Linked DNA regions of Bombyx mori: region 2 is linked to region 1. The links are chromatin contacts, called in public Hi-C maps. All regions are on one chromosome and are shown on one strand. Each heading gives the region's core, a stretch centred on a gene start, on an enhancer-like site or on the middle of the called end of the contact. The rest is flanking DNA. Distances are from core to core; before and after follow the strand shown. Region 1 holds the start of RpL39 (ribosomal protein L39). Region 2 overlaps LOC101739643.

Region 1 (7,332 bases), core at 2,011-4,510:
TGCATTATGTGGATATTTGTTCTTCTATATTGCGCGGTTTGTATTTTTTTTTAAATATGAGAATGGATTATCTATTTGCTGATCAGTATAAAATTTTATATTTTTGCATTATGCACGCAATGTAAATCAATTATCATATAAATTATGTACGTCCTCAGTTTATTGAACATAGATTAAGACTTTCTGCCGTGTAGGTCATCGGTGCCCTGCGTGGTGCACTGAAGTAATTATGTCGATTTCTCTCTTCGATCTTCTTACTAAGGCGCCGGAATATCTACTAGACTCTGGGAAAGACAAATACGGAGATACTAAGAATTAATCTATTTCTGAGACACCAAAAAGACTAAAACATACATTAACAAACAAAAGAAGGTAAAGGAAATCCAGATACTTAGTAACAGAATTCGACATTACTTCAGTGCGTCACGTAGGGTACCGGCGACCTACACGGCAGTCAAAGGGTTAATAAGCAGACTGCTTGCATCAACTATGTCGCCATGCGGTCGCGCTGTATTGAGGAATTGGAAAACATATTTTTCTTTCTTTTTTTTTTCCTACCTAAGCTGATAGCCTTGAGAGGCTATTTCAGCGTAACCTTAGCTAGTAGGTGAGCTCACGGGGCTCAAACCGGAGAGATGCTAACACTGACCCTAGCAAGAGTAGTGCTTCGCAGAATCTACCACCGGATCGGAAACGAGGACTCACTGAAAAGATCCGGCGAGAAACTCAGTGGGCTGTGTCTGTGGGTCAATTCGCTCGTCGAGCCCTTCGTCGCAAGCGACGGGGTTCGACGAGGACGGTGACCGGTGCTCGAGGTACCTAAAAGCACCGTTAGTGGATCGGGAGGATCCGTAATGACGTGTTTTGGGCTGGGAAACATCGTTTTATAGTTGCAATACACGAGGTAATGTTTTCAGAGGAAGACAGTCGGTTGTCCCGCTCGGCGCCGAATCAGTGGGGCGGCGAGCGCGACGACGAGCGAGACGACAAGAGTCCGACGGCGCGCTCGCTCACCGCGCGGGGCTCGTTCGCCGACATCGACGACGAGCGGCGGCCGCGTCTCGACAGCGACGTCGGCGCCTCGCTCAGCGCTGCCGGCAGCCAGACACTCAGTGCGTATCTTCAGACTAGACATGCGTAGTTCCGGACCGAAATAGTTCCTGGAACTATGTTCTCATATGGAACTATATCATTCAATCCGAGTTGTCAAAATTAACATGTTCAGACAGTTCCATTTCCATTCCAAGTGTACTGTTATGCAGGAACTACGAACGCGTTGAACATGACGGACATGCGGACATGATTAGTAGACTTCACGGATCATATGACCTCATGGGTCGTAGTTCGCCACCAAAAAAGAATAGCAGATTTTTATCACGTTCGAAACATAGTTTTGAGTAATGGTAGTAAAGTTTATTTTTGCATGTGCACATTTTTGTCATTAAGAATGCTTGAATGCGTTGCGCGTGAAATAATAAGAGCCGATCGGCTCCGATTGCGCGCTCTTTCTCGCTCTCGTAGCCGACCCGAGCGCAACCGCTTTCAGATCTCTTCCAGCCGGTCTATGTAAAATAGTTGGCGGCTCCGCTCCGGCCAATTCTCAACGTATACGATCCGGTCTATGTGAACGGACCCTTATAGACTTCCGCGGTACTCTGATCTAAGGGATTTACCAAGAATGCTGCTTCTTACTGGTGGTAGGACTTCTTGTGAGTCCGCGCGGGTGGGTACCACCACCCTGCCTAATTCTGCTGTGAAGCAGTAATGCGTTTCGGTTTGAAGGGTGGGGCAGCCATTGTAATTATACTTGAGACCTTAGAACTTGTATCTCAAGGTGGGTGGCGCATTTACGCTGTGGATGTCTATGGGCTCCAGTAACCACTTAAAACCAGGTGGGCTGTGAGCTCGTCCACCCATCTAAGCAATAAAAAATAAAAAATACACGTCTGCGTTTTGTAGTGGTGTCCTACGATAGCGAACGTTTACTATTATTAGACGTATTATAATTATGCAAGCACGGGTACAATAGGATAGGAAAAAAGCGTGAATATGATCTCATTGAATTAATTATAAAAATAATGGCGCGATTATGTGTATAAAATTCGTAGGCATCAATTTGGATAACGCTGGTTTCAATGTATGAATGGTTTAACAAGCTCACAGCTGGAGTGTCAAATGGCTACCAGTCATAAGACGTCACCCAACACAATAGTTTAAAGATCCGGCGATAAAATATGTATGTTGTTATATCATATATAGTATTATATAGCAAATAACGCGACCGCGATCGAGTTGGTATTGTTAATGAGGCATGTCAGTGAGTTCCGATAAAAAAATCTATGGTTCGTATTTGTAGGTATTCAGAATATTTAAAAAAAAAACATGAATAGTATTAAATTGTTTCGATTAAAGCCTATTTCTTACTTACTCCTTTCAGTCGATGATGTGGATGGGGAGGAAGAACCCGATATAGATGACTTCAACCGGCTCAGAAGTATAAGAGAGCAGCACCGAAGAGATAAATATTTACAGAAACTAATGGCTCGGTCTGTTAGTGCTCAACAGGTAATTAAAAAACAGTATTAAACTTCACAAGTCTAATAAAAACGCACTTGGCATTGATAAAATATATATATATATATTTAATTTATTTCAGCGCACAGGCAGTGGTGAAATATTAGACAATGATCTATTGTTAGAAGACCTACTAATCCAATCAGGAGCGTTGAAGAAAGAAGAGAACCATATAAATGGGTCAAAAGAAGACACAACTTGACATAGTATAAGTCTCATATTTACATGGGAATGAAATTGGCGTTCTGAGCCTTTCAGTATTATAAATTGTGATATTGCTAAACCTTTACTGCAAGTACAAGCAATAAATGCTAGTGTTAATACAATTATTTAAAATAAATACCAAACTATTGCTTTATTATGTACCTGTTTTTAATTCTGCCTAAAAAACAGTAACATTTGACCTAGTATTGAAACAAAGCGGCTTTTCAAATTCGCTAATGCTTCGTCTTTAATTTTAGGCAAGTTGAATTATCATTATATAATTTTTTGAAATGATTTTTAGCATTTTGCCAAATTAAATAAGATTTCTGACAAGTGATTGAAGTCTTATTTGCATTCGACCACAAACGACTACTTCGCCGTAAGAAATCAGCCGAAATAATCTGCGTCGCGGCTCAAGACTACACCTAGAGACTAGACTCAATACTAGTCATAGATTATACACTTTATATATTTCTACTAGTACATAAAGCAGGTCTTATATATCTCCTCGGCCGCCTCTCTTCGCCCGGAGGGAACAGATGCCATCACTGCAATGACTACGACGAGGACATGGCGGAGCACGCGCGCTCGCGGTCTTCCCGCTTTCGCGGAGCAGTGCCGTGTTCTCGTCGCGAAGGTAGGACCACGGTAGCCCCAACAAGTCCTGGTAGGCGATACTCGACTTCAGAGAGTCCACCATCTCGCAGAAAGAGACAGAGCTCTTTTTCCCCGGTGATGTTCGCTGCGCGACCTGAGGGGGTCAAGGCTGCGCCGCACACTATCGTAGCTAGCGCGCTGGCACCAGGAGGATGGGACGACGCGTCGGCGGCTGTGGTCCGCGTTACCGTCGTCGCTGGGTGTGCTGTAGGAGGGCAACCCGGTTGAGGGTGTATCGCGTTCCGATCTGGAAAGTTGGTTCTAGAACACCAGCTGCACCGCCCAGGGACCTGACGGTGTACCGTGGGGACCGGCGTCGTTGGTCGTCGACGATCGCCTTGACGACCCGTCAGTCAAGTGTTCTCAGGATAGTGCCGCGAGTCGTGTTGTAGTATTGACCACGGAAACTCGTCTACTCTACCCGGGTTCTGACCTCGGGCGGAGATCGGACGTATGGTGGGGGTTGGTGGGTAGGCATCATCCTTGGGCCCGCGGTCCGCTTTCAAAATCTGCCGACCGTCAAGTCCCACATACCGTGTGCGACCCCTATAGAGGGCCTCTGCCCGAAAAAAAGGCTTTTATTGTTCACCAGAACTTCGTACATAGGCAGGTAATCATTATATCTTATATTATTATATTTAATCTATTTTTAAATACCTATTTAATGTTTTTTAAATTCTTTGTGGACGAGCAGTCTACACGATAGTAAATAGTCAGTCACTTGTAAGTATTAGCAATACCAAAGCCAAGCCGCCGCCTACTGCTAGAAATTCCTTATACCTCGTTTGAAAAAAGACGTCCACTACTTTTTTGTCAATTTTGTTAGTTTCAGTGTCTTTAATAGCAGCTAAATTGATATAAACCAAACAAAAAAAAAACATTGTTAATCTATCTATGTAATATTTCTAAAAAATACTAAAAGTAAAGGTTTAAATAAAATTTGACTTTTGACTTTACAGGGTTTTTATTAGATTACATTTAACACATTCACAAGCTTACAACTTGAGCTTTGTCCTTCTCCAGTGACGCCTCTTAGCGTTATATCTGAAATAAAAAAAACGATTGAAATGCATTCATATTAAAATCATAATAACATGTATTATTAAAGTTTAATGTCACATATTTAGCTATATAGTCATGCACTAAAACTAATATTAGGTAGATGATCCAAATTAAAACCATTATTATCATAGTCATTATAACATAGTTATAACATTAAGATTAATTTTGGTTTTCAGTTTTCTCTTTTGACCTATACAAAAAAAATTTAAATGCTAAATCTGTCAGTAATCACTTAAGAGTTTCCCTTGACAAACAGAGGAGCAAAAATACTGAACTATTTTTAAATAGAAATGGATGTGTACTGAAAATTTTAATCCTAATTTGTTGTCAATGTGATTGAATTATAAATCCTTCTTTGTCACTAGTATTTTTCAGTTATCGTGAGTTGTACACAACTAAAATTACTACAGTAACTCCATGTGAAGTCACTTGATTTAATGACTAATTCCCTAAGGGCCTAAAGCGTCCAATTCCCTTGGCTTTGGTGGGTTTAGCTTGTCTCCCATACCATGATACACTCTATATAGCATTACACCCTCTCAATAACAACCACAATTAAGTAATAATTGTTGGATGAAGAAGATGAGAAAGATGATCCTGAGCCTCCAATGAGCATTAAAACTTTTGAACCAGCTAAAGTATTGGCAAAGTACTTTGTTTATCAGTTGCCTCAATATCGTAAGATATGAATAAAATAAGTAAAAAAGTACAATAAAATTACTGGGACAGTAAGAAGTCAGGCAAAACAACCTGTGTTCAAATAAGATTGTTTTTATGTACATAATTACTAACACTACAATAGTTTGAAATAAAGTTTTTTTTATAATTCTGATTTTTCTTCTTTCCATTTAATGATAGCATCCTATGATGCCATAAAATGCATAGTCCCTCCAGTGTCGTTATATAGTGTTTACACTATATTAATATTATTTTCTCACATTTCATATTTTAATTTTAATTGTTATTTTAAATACCAATTTTTGTGGACATGGTTGCCAAGGACATTCTTTGTCATTGGAATAATGTGCAATTTTTTTTTTACTACTTGGTTGGACGAACTCACAGCCCACCTGTTGTTAAGTGGTTACTGGTGCCCATAGACATCTACTACGTAAATGCTCCATCCACCTTGAGATATAAGTTCTAAGGTCTCAGTATAGTTAACGGCTGCCCCACCCTTCAAACCGAAACTGCTGTCTATAATTATATCATCAATTGTTAATATTGTTAATTGTCTATAAAGATCCTTTCTTGATATTTAAGGCTTTTTGAACACAGAAAGAACTAAGGTATCTTTATATCATCGTCTGTCGTCTATTGAGCACCCACCCGGATTCCGAAGGGTTCGATTGTCATTTTAATTGTTTTAGCACTTCAACAGGTGAAAGGTTATTCTTTCTACTCTTCAGGTTTTATATCAGCAACAACCATATTATTCAGAATCGTTTTTTTAGTATTTGGATTTTTTCTATTCCCTATTTTAGGTAAAAAAGTAGTTTCCATATCAGATCAAAATAAGCAACCACAAGATACATTTAATTACGCCAAAAAAGCAGCAGTGTCTGGATATTCGCTTATTGACCTCCTAGCATAATTACTAACCTAAATGCACCTTAAATTGTCAGATTGATCAAGAAATTGAAACTTTAAGTAAATGGATTTGGAAAATAAAATGATTTCATTATATTGTTTTTAGTCTTTTTTACAACACATTTAACATAAGAAAGCTAGGTACTTATTAATGAAATTAATAAAAAGTTATTAATGAAGAGTTTTCTAGTCACCAGACTGAGCACTTTGTTCAATCATGTGTGTCACTCATAAATATTTACCTACTGGGATATAGTCCAATCTTAGTGAACTCATTTTCTAAGACTGCAGGTTTAGTTCTTGATGTAGGTAGGTACCTAATGTTGCTGCCGAGACCTATTTTATAGCAGTAGAACACGCAAGTCAACTTTTCAGACCGGTTGTTTATTTTGTCAGAATAGTGACTTTATATTACTCAATTTGTACCAAGAGAACTAAAAACTAAACCTTGCTCGTTCACGAAGCCCGCTATAGAAAGCAGAGGATTAAATACACTTGACATTGGCGAAATCTAAAAGGAAACGCCATAAACCTAAGAGATAGATAGATAGATAGAGAACTAAACCGAAAACACGAAATACGAATTAAATTAATAAATTAAAAAGCAAGAGTCCAGTACTACATACTTCTACACAATAAAATGGAAAATTTTCTATCTGTGCGGCAGATCTAAACACCTGGTTTTATATTTACCAGCATACTTAACCTCCAAACAATTAATGTTAAAATTATTAAATAATGATAATAATGTAATAAAATATGAATAAATAAGATGTTCTGCACTTTGGATAGGTAATTAATTGGTGCTGTTGTAAGAACTGAATAATTACTTACCGAATAGTGTTTCCTGTGCGCATCCTTACCCACTGAGGAATGGGTCTGTTTTGTTTCAGCTTTTTGGCCAATTTGCGCTTAATAATAAACGTCTTATGGGCCGACTGAAACATCAATCATGAAATTAAGATAAATATATTCCACATTTGTAATTAGATTACAGAGATTTTTATAAATATTCCCAATCCCAATACTAACCATTTTGAACAATCAAGTTGTCAAAACAAAGTGAAAGAATGTTGCCAGCGTTGCTTTAATTTTTTTTAAGGGATTTTATGACCTGGTAGCTAAGACCTTTAAGTCATGTCTTATTTTAATTTATATTTAATTTATTTTTATAAAATATGATAATATGGAGTGAAATGAAATGAAATTGTTGGAGTTTGTATATTAAATGTAATGGCAGGCAAC
Region 2 (7,332 bases), core at 1,664-4,163, 40 kb before region 1:
ATAAACAAAATTACAAGTCTGTATGGTTATTTTCAGTTTTTTATTGGAGTTTCCGCTTCAGAACGACCCCTCACGGTTTACTACGATTATCAAAAACTTAAGGATTTAGAATGAAATACCTGAGTCAAATTATCCAAAGATAAGTTGATGTTGTCATTGGCGACCATGTTTTCCATGCTATTGTGAAAAGAATTTGTACTGATCGGATTGAATATTGGATTTGTGTTTTTAAAACCATTGAAATTGTTTATATTGATGGGAGCTTTAGGCCTTAATCGTTGGTAAGACTGCATTCTGGTATCATTCACATATCTAATGGTGCCCATCATTGGACTTGCAATCTGAAACAGGCAATTTAAATTTCTCTAGATTTGATTTCATTAGTTTACACATAATTTTCTTGCACTTATCCTGGTAAGTAGAGATGAGTACATGGTATATTTCATTTGATTTGGCTTTGTATAGGTTAGATAAAATGTACATAATATAAATGTGAAGTGTATGTAATGATCCTGTGGCATTTTACGAATTTAGAAGCTTAAGAAGTATGATTGAAACTTTCAGACTTAGGATTACAAATTGTAGTTGACTTTAACGTATTATGGATGTTATCTATAATTGAGCTATAATATGGTCGACAAGAAGACTCCTATTTCCTGTTGAGGCGTTTTACCTGGGACTCATTTGAAGTACAATTCACGTGCGAACGTCGAAGATCTTTTTTCAAAACGAACGAATGTGTGTGAATGTAATAACGAGTGAATGTAACCCATCTTGAAAATCTTATCATCTTAATCTGTGTCAATTGTACATTAATCACACAAATTTTAATTTCAGAGTTGTATTCTTATTACACAATTTTGTTCCTTCATTATATTATTTTTTAGAACACAGCTACGTATGTCTTGCAATGGTTAAGAGATGACATGATCTTAAGCAAACTTCCACTTTTTATCATTTTTATGTATAGTTCTATTCCTTTATAAAGGGTGTTTTTTATAGAGGTATGAAACTTTAACTTGGAAAAAATAATTTACATTGGCATTTACATTGTAGAGTCTATGGGCTCCGGTAACCACTTAAGATCAGCTCGTGTCCACCTAAGCTGTAAAAAAAAAACGATGCTGGTCAGAATGTTAGTAAATGGTGACTGACCGTAAAGTCTGTAGTCTACGCCGATAAGCCCGGAACGATTGACCACTCGGAGGACAACATTCACCGCGTAATTGTCGATATGTCAAAGGCAATAAAATATATATATATGTATATAAGACTACAAATATTGGAAAAATTCATCGAAAATTGGACCACCAGATTAGACTATGTCCGAGTCAGACGTGGCGGTCATATGCCAGAAGTCATATGTAAATTATAATGCCAAAAGATTATCTTTCGAATAAAGTGAATTTCATGGCAATTTAAAAAATTATCTTTTTTTTCCATTTAGTTCTATACCTCTATAAAAACACCCTTTATAAATATGTACTAATGTAATTATTTACCCTCAACTTCTTCATTGGAGGTCCAATATTTAATGGATGCAAAAGTCTTGTAACTGATGTAGCTATTGGAATTGGATTTTTAACAATAACTGGTTTATTCTTAGGACTTATTGGTCTCTTTATAGGTTTTTTTTCTTGCTTTGGTGTTTCATCCAAGTTTATTGATGCAAATTTTTTCACCTGTTAATAAATACTATTTCAATCATTTAAACTAAAATACACAGTAACACCTTCATTTTAGAGACCATTAAAAGGTAATGGCATAGTGTTATCACTAATAGTGATAACATTATGCTAATAGGCAGCGGCTTGGCTCTGTCCCTGGCAATGTTGACGTCCATGAGCGACAGTAACCACTTACTATCAAGTGAACCGTATGCTCGCTTGCCTGCTGGGGCAATAAAAAAATTAAAAATTTCATTTTATGTTCATAGGATCCATAATAATAGCTTCAAACCTGATAGGTTTGTGTGATCTGTGAATTTAAGTCAATAATAAAAGGTATACATATATTATGTGAGTAATGTGGAATTTATTGATAAAAAACATCCATCCATTTCCCAGATGGAATTACCTGTATAGTAGGAGGAATTTTTGATATTATGGGTACAGGTGTTTGTTTTTTAGGGCCATTTTCTTCTTTTTTCTTAACAGGATCCAATTTTTCACTTCTTTTACTTTTATTCTTACAACATAAAGATTCATCAGCAGCACATTGTTTCGTCAAAAGTTCTCTGATTTGAGTGTCCACAGTATAAGTAGCAATTCTGTAAATTAAATCAACACTTAGAGCTGAGAGCTAAAATGCTAGAGTCAAAATAATAGACTTGAAGTGTTGTTTAAATGCAAAGTCTATCAGTCTAAACAAGCATGTTAGAATATAAATAATGGCATTATTACTATCAGATCTAGATATAAATCAAATACAAGTAGTTTTGCTTTCTTAAAAAACTGTCAATAACAAGCATCTTCAACAAGCAGTTTTTTAACATCTTCAATCTGATGTTAAAAATGAGGACACTTCATTTTGATACATATTGTTTACAAATTGAGTAGTGGTTTATTACCAAATGAACCAAATTTTCAAAAGTTTTGATTATTTCATTTTTATTATTGCCCTTTTAAACAGCATACGATTCACCTAATGATAAGTAGTTACCATCGTTAACGGACGTCAACAATGTCAAGTCTCTGCCTACCACTGAGTACTTTCCACAAGCCTTGTTTGAAGAACGACATGCCATAGCTCTCAGGAAGCACCGAGGAGGTAATTTCATACCAAAGCCGAATGGTAAGTGGCAGAAAAGATCTCTAGAAACACAATGCGGATAAATGCAGGGGTTCTATGTAGTATGGATGACTCTGCACTAGTAGCAGCCGGTGCTTAGGCATAAATGAAATGGGATCATCTCAAACAATTCTGCACACTCCCCATGGAACATACAGTACAAAACCTATAGAGAATTGAAGTCCCTCCATAGGATCCAGTTTCCAAATGATCAGTGAAAACAAGGTTATCAACAGTCTGAATGGCTCTTTTCTGCATGGAGAGAAATGTCAGTAGCTAGTATTTAGGAGCCCCAGCCAGAGGTAGGAGCATTACATTACACAAAGCTGGACTTGTGCTATGTTAAGTAAAAGTATTTGTCTAGGGGTGAATATTCTTCGCTCTGTACAGGACTCCCGGATTTCTTTTACACCAACTTGGTTTTGCCCTCCAAATGATTGTGATATTTGAAATCGCACAAATGAATTTGAACACATGAATTTCAGCATTGTGACAAAAGTCCTTTTTGGCAGTAAACAATGCACAACCTATGTCTTCAATGAGTTGAATTGAAATAAATTTAATTCAGCCCAGGCAGAGATTCTAACCAGAGTTCTCTAATTTAGACACAAGTTTTAATTGTCTCTCTTGCAACATGCTCTGGAAAGACTGATGGTAAATTTGTCATGCAGCCCCCATGCTGTCATCTCCACAGAAATGCATGCCATCAATAAATAGCATGTCATTGATATATAGGATGAAAAACGTGGGGAAAACATGGCCTTAAGCCAGATTAGGTATCATAGCAGCAGATATCAATGATGACTATTATGCTCCACCCATGCAAAAAGCTAGCGATCCCCTTGCTGAGTACTTCAGGGATTGTGTAAACTGTTAACTTTTAATTTTTTTATTGCTTAGATGTGTGGACGAGCTCACAGCCCACCTGATGTTAAGTGGTTACTGGAGCCCATAGACATCTACAACGTAAACGCGCCACCCACCTTGAGATATAAGTTGTAAGGTCTCAGTATAGTTACAACGGCTGCCCCACCCTTCAAACCGAAACGCATTACTGCTCCACAGCAGAAATAGGCAGGACGGTGGTACCTATCCGCGCGGACTCACAACTGGTCCTACCACCAGTAATTACGCAAATTATAATTTTGCGGGTTTCACTTTTATTACACGATGTTATTCCTTCACCGTGGAAGTCAATCGTGAACATTTGTTGAGTACGTATTTCATTAGAAAACTTGGTACCCGCCTGCGGGATTCGAACATCAGTGCATCGCTTGAACACGAATGCACCATACACGTCTTATCTTTTAGGCCACGACGACTTCTAACTTTTTGTTAACTTTGACAAAAATGCCTTATGCCAGACCCTATCAAAAGCTTTAATGATATTGAGGCTAACAGTGACAGCTTTGCCATTGCTCTCTAGGCTTCAGCCTGTGAGTAAGGTATACAAAAAGATCTCCAACTGAGCATTCGTGAAAGAAATTATATTGTTGGTCACTCATCATCTGGTGAACCTTAAGATACTTCAGAAGTTGTGTTTATTATTCACTCCATCATCTTGGAAAGAATGGGGATTATCAAAATAGGCCTATAGCCTGAGGAGTTGAACTGGTCACACTTCTTGTGGATAGTGTGGTCATGGGTGTTCTTCTACACCATACCCCTGTTAGTGTTATAAGAGAGGCGTTAAAAAAGTGATAACACAGGTGTCAGGTCAGGGACACATCCTTTCAGAACCACTGCAGGAATGTAATAATTCGACTTATATATGTCGAGATGCCAGAGCTTTTTTTTTTTTTTTTTTTTTTTTTTATGTTTGAAGGATTACTGGTGGCCCGGAGGCCTTTCCAGTTTCACCAGGACAGGTGGGCGAGCAAAGGCTCAGCCAGGAGGGGTGGGATTTGCTAACAGCTACCCGAGCGCCTCCGAAGGAGACCTAACAGCTCAAGAGCAGCTGCTTCGCGAATGAATCTACTACCGGATCGGAATCGCGACCCGCTGAGAAGATCCGGCGAGAAACTCAGCGAGCTGATTCATGGGTTAGGTTGCACGGCGAACTCTTTGTCGAGTTCGACGAGTACGGTTACCGAGGTCCCTAAGCCTGCTCCTAGAGCTGAAGGCGTCTAGTGCGAAGGTTATTGGATCTGATGGATCCGTAAGGACGTGTCTAGGGCGTCGACGGTGACTGGCTCCTGCATGATCAGGATTCGGGGAGTAGTCAGCGGCGGCTACGATAAGGCGATTATTATGACGCATAGCCTTATCGAAGTACCGTTCCGACGCTGACTTCATGTATTTCTGTATAGATTCGAGGCCCAGGTCGTCGTGTAGGTCAACGTTCCTCACGAACCACGGAGCTCCGACGGCTAACCTGCAAAAGCGGGATTGTAGAGATTGAAGGGTGTCTATGTGCGTGCGGGCCGCGTGAGCGAACACCACACTCGCGTAAGTCATGACGGGCCTTATGCAAGTTTTGTAAAGTGTCACCTTGTTCCGAAGGGACATTTTACTCCGCTTACAAATCATGGGGTAGAGTCTACCGAGAATAAACGCGGCACGGTCACGGACTGATTTTATATGCGGGCGGAATGTCATCGATGCATCCAGGGTAACGCCCAGGTACTTGACCTTCCTGGCCCAGGGTATGGATTGACTAAAGAGAGTAATCGGGGGTGTGAGATTCCTCCTCCTAATACGGGAGGAAATCCGTGTGGAGCTTCCCCTCTGAAAGAGCACCGCAGTACTTTTCGCTGGGTTGATGTCTATGCGCCATTTTCGGAACCACTGTCCTAGGGCTAGGGCTGCGCTCTGAAGCTTCTTCGCGATTAGGGACTTGTTTCTACTGGAATAGTAAACAGTCGTGTCGTCGGCGAATAAAGCTAAATGGGTCGGCGGCGACCGGGGAATATCGTTAACGAATAAGCTAAATAGGAGGGGTGAGAGGACAGAGCCTTGCGGGACTCCAGCTGTGAGAGGTCGTGGGGAGGAGCGGGTTCCCTCGACTCGATATCGAAAAGAGCGGTTCGACAAGAAGTCCCGTATGATGAGCACGAGACTATCCGGCACACCCATGTTGAATAGTTTGAAAATCAAACCGTTGTGCCAGACTTTGTCGAACGCTTTTGCGACGTCGAAGAAGAGAGCTCCCGTGTATAACGGTTTTGGTCGATTAAGCCCCACAAGAATGTGCTCCGTGAGGCGGTGCACCTGTTGAACGCATGAGTGATTTGTACGGAATCCGAATTGTTCATCGATGAGAATGCCCTTGGATGAGACGAAGTCTCTGAGGCGTTTGTAGAGCAGACGCTCATACAGTTTGCCTAGAGACATGAGGAGGCTAATCGGGCGGTAGCTCGTCGGATGATTTTTTGGTTTACCGGGTTTATGTATGCCGATAACGTCCGCTTCTTTCCACACCGCGGGAAAGATACAGTTCGCCATAGCGGCATTGAAAATAGATGCCAACATCACGATGAGTTGGACGGGTAAAAGTTTAATAACGCGGTTGGATATACCGTCGGAACCGGGAGCCTTGCGAGGACGTAGGTCTTTGATCAAGTCTTTAACTTCCATCGGGGTGACGGGTGGTAACACATCAGAGGGTGGCAAGGAGGCTTTGCGTTCTACCTCACTGTCTACTAATTCTACATGCAGAGGGTCCACGGATTGAGTGCTGGGCGTGCACTGGGTTTGCAATGTATCGGCCAGCAGCTCTGCTTTTTCGTCATCATCGAACGCCGTGAGTCGGCCTGAGGGGCCTACGAGGGGGGGCATAGTTACTACCGTATCCGATTTGAGAGTACGAGCTAAGCGGTAGTAAGACCTTTGGGAGGGCGCGAGTCCTTCTAAGAAATCAGACCATCTGGCATCTCGGACTTCGGCGATGCGAGACTTTACGTCGCGTTGTAGGGCACGCATTCGAATACGATTTTCCGCGGTAGGATACCTGTCGTAGGCGCGTATCGAGGCGTTCTTAGCTCTAAGGAGTTCCCTAATATCGTCGGACAATTTGAAGCGGTGAAGGAAGTCCTCCGCTACAACTTGTTTCGATGACCTATCTAATGTCGAGGTGATGTGTGACGTTAAGATGTCTATGGCTTCAGCGGTATCCTGAGGAGACGGGGTAGAGTCCGGGCTAAACGGTAGCGATGGTGGATCAGATTCAGCCAGGCTGATGCCCAGCGTGTGCCAATCCACCACAGTCCTCGTGACGGGAACGGAGTCGGGAGCGCGACCGAGCTTCATAACGACGGGACGGTGGTCTGAATCTAACTCTGAAACTACTTCGATCGAGTGTAAGCGCAGAGTTACGTTTTTTAATAACGCTATGTCGAGTATATCCGGGCGATGCGCGATATTTAGCGGGTAGTGAGTCGGGATTAGCGGAGCGACGATATCGAAGGCGAGATTATCGACTAACGCGTCAAGCCGCCTGCCATTCGGGGTTGTGGTGTGTGAGTTCCACCTAATGTGTTTACAATTTAGGTCGCCCGCCAGAATGACAGAGCTCCCCATGCCGAGCAGCGCCTCGATATCACT

The links. A called contact is a pair of places that touch in the nucleus more often than the background predicts.
Region 2: a contact with region 1 is called in a Hi-C map of midgut, with 2.6 times the contacts expected there. The contact joins two enhancer-like sites. A contact is called at or near these places in 2 of 7 Hi-C or Micro-C datasets (midgut and whole pupa).

The regions. Positions count from the first base shown.
Region 1 is chr13:9,156,554-9,163,885 of ASM3026992v2, reverse strand. RpL39 (ribosomal protein L39) reads right to left here and starts at 7,136. Exons shown (of 3, transcript NM_001043786.1): 1 at 7,120-7,136; 2 at 6,922-7,025; 3 at 4,381-4,479. The coding sequence starts at 7,122. The coding sequence ends at 4,431. LOC101739787 (bestrophin-4) reads left to right here. Exons shown (of 13, transcript XM_062671806.1): 11 at 918-1,112; 12 at 2,438-2,565; 13 at 2,657-2,935. The coding sequence ends at 2,776. Within about 2 kb of position 3,260, at least 7 of the 8 cell types and tissues checked have open chromatin away from gene starts, as enhancers often do.
Region 2 is chr13:9,196,037-9,203,368 of ASM3026992v2, reverse strand. It overlaps LOC101739643, which reads right to left. Exons shown (of 9, transcript XM_004927792.5): 5 at 2,077-2,269; 6 at 1,503-1,682; 7 at 120-341. Among protein-coding and RNA genes, the nearest start is that of LOC101739643, 7.5 kb to the right of the region's middle. Within about 2 kb of position 2,913, at least 1 of the 8 cell types and tissues checked has open chromatin away from gene starts, as enhancers often do.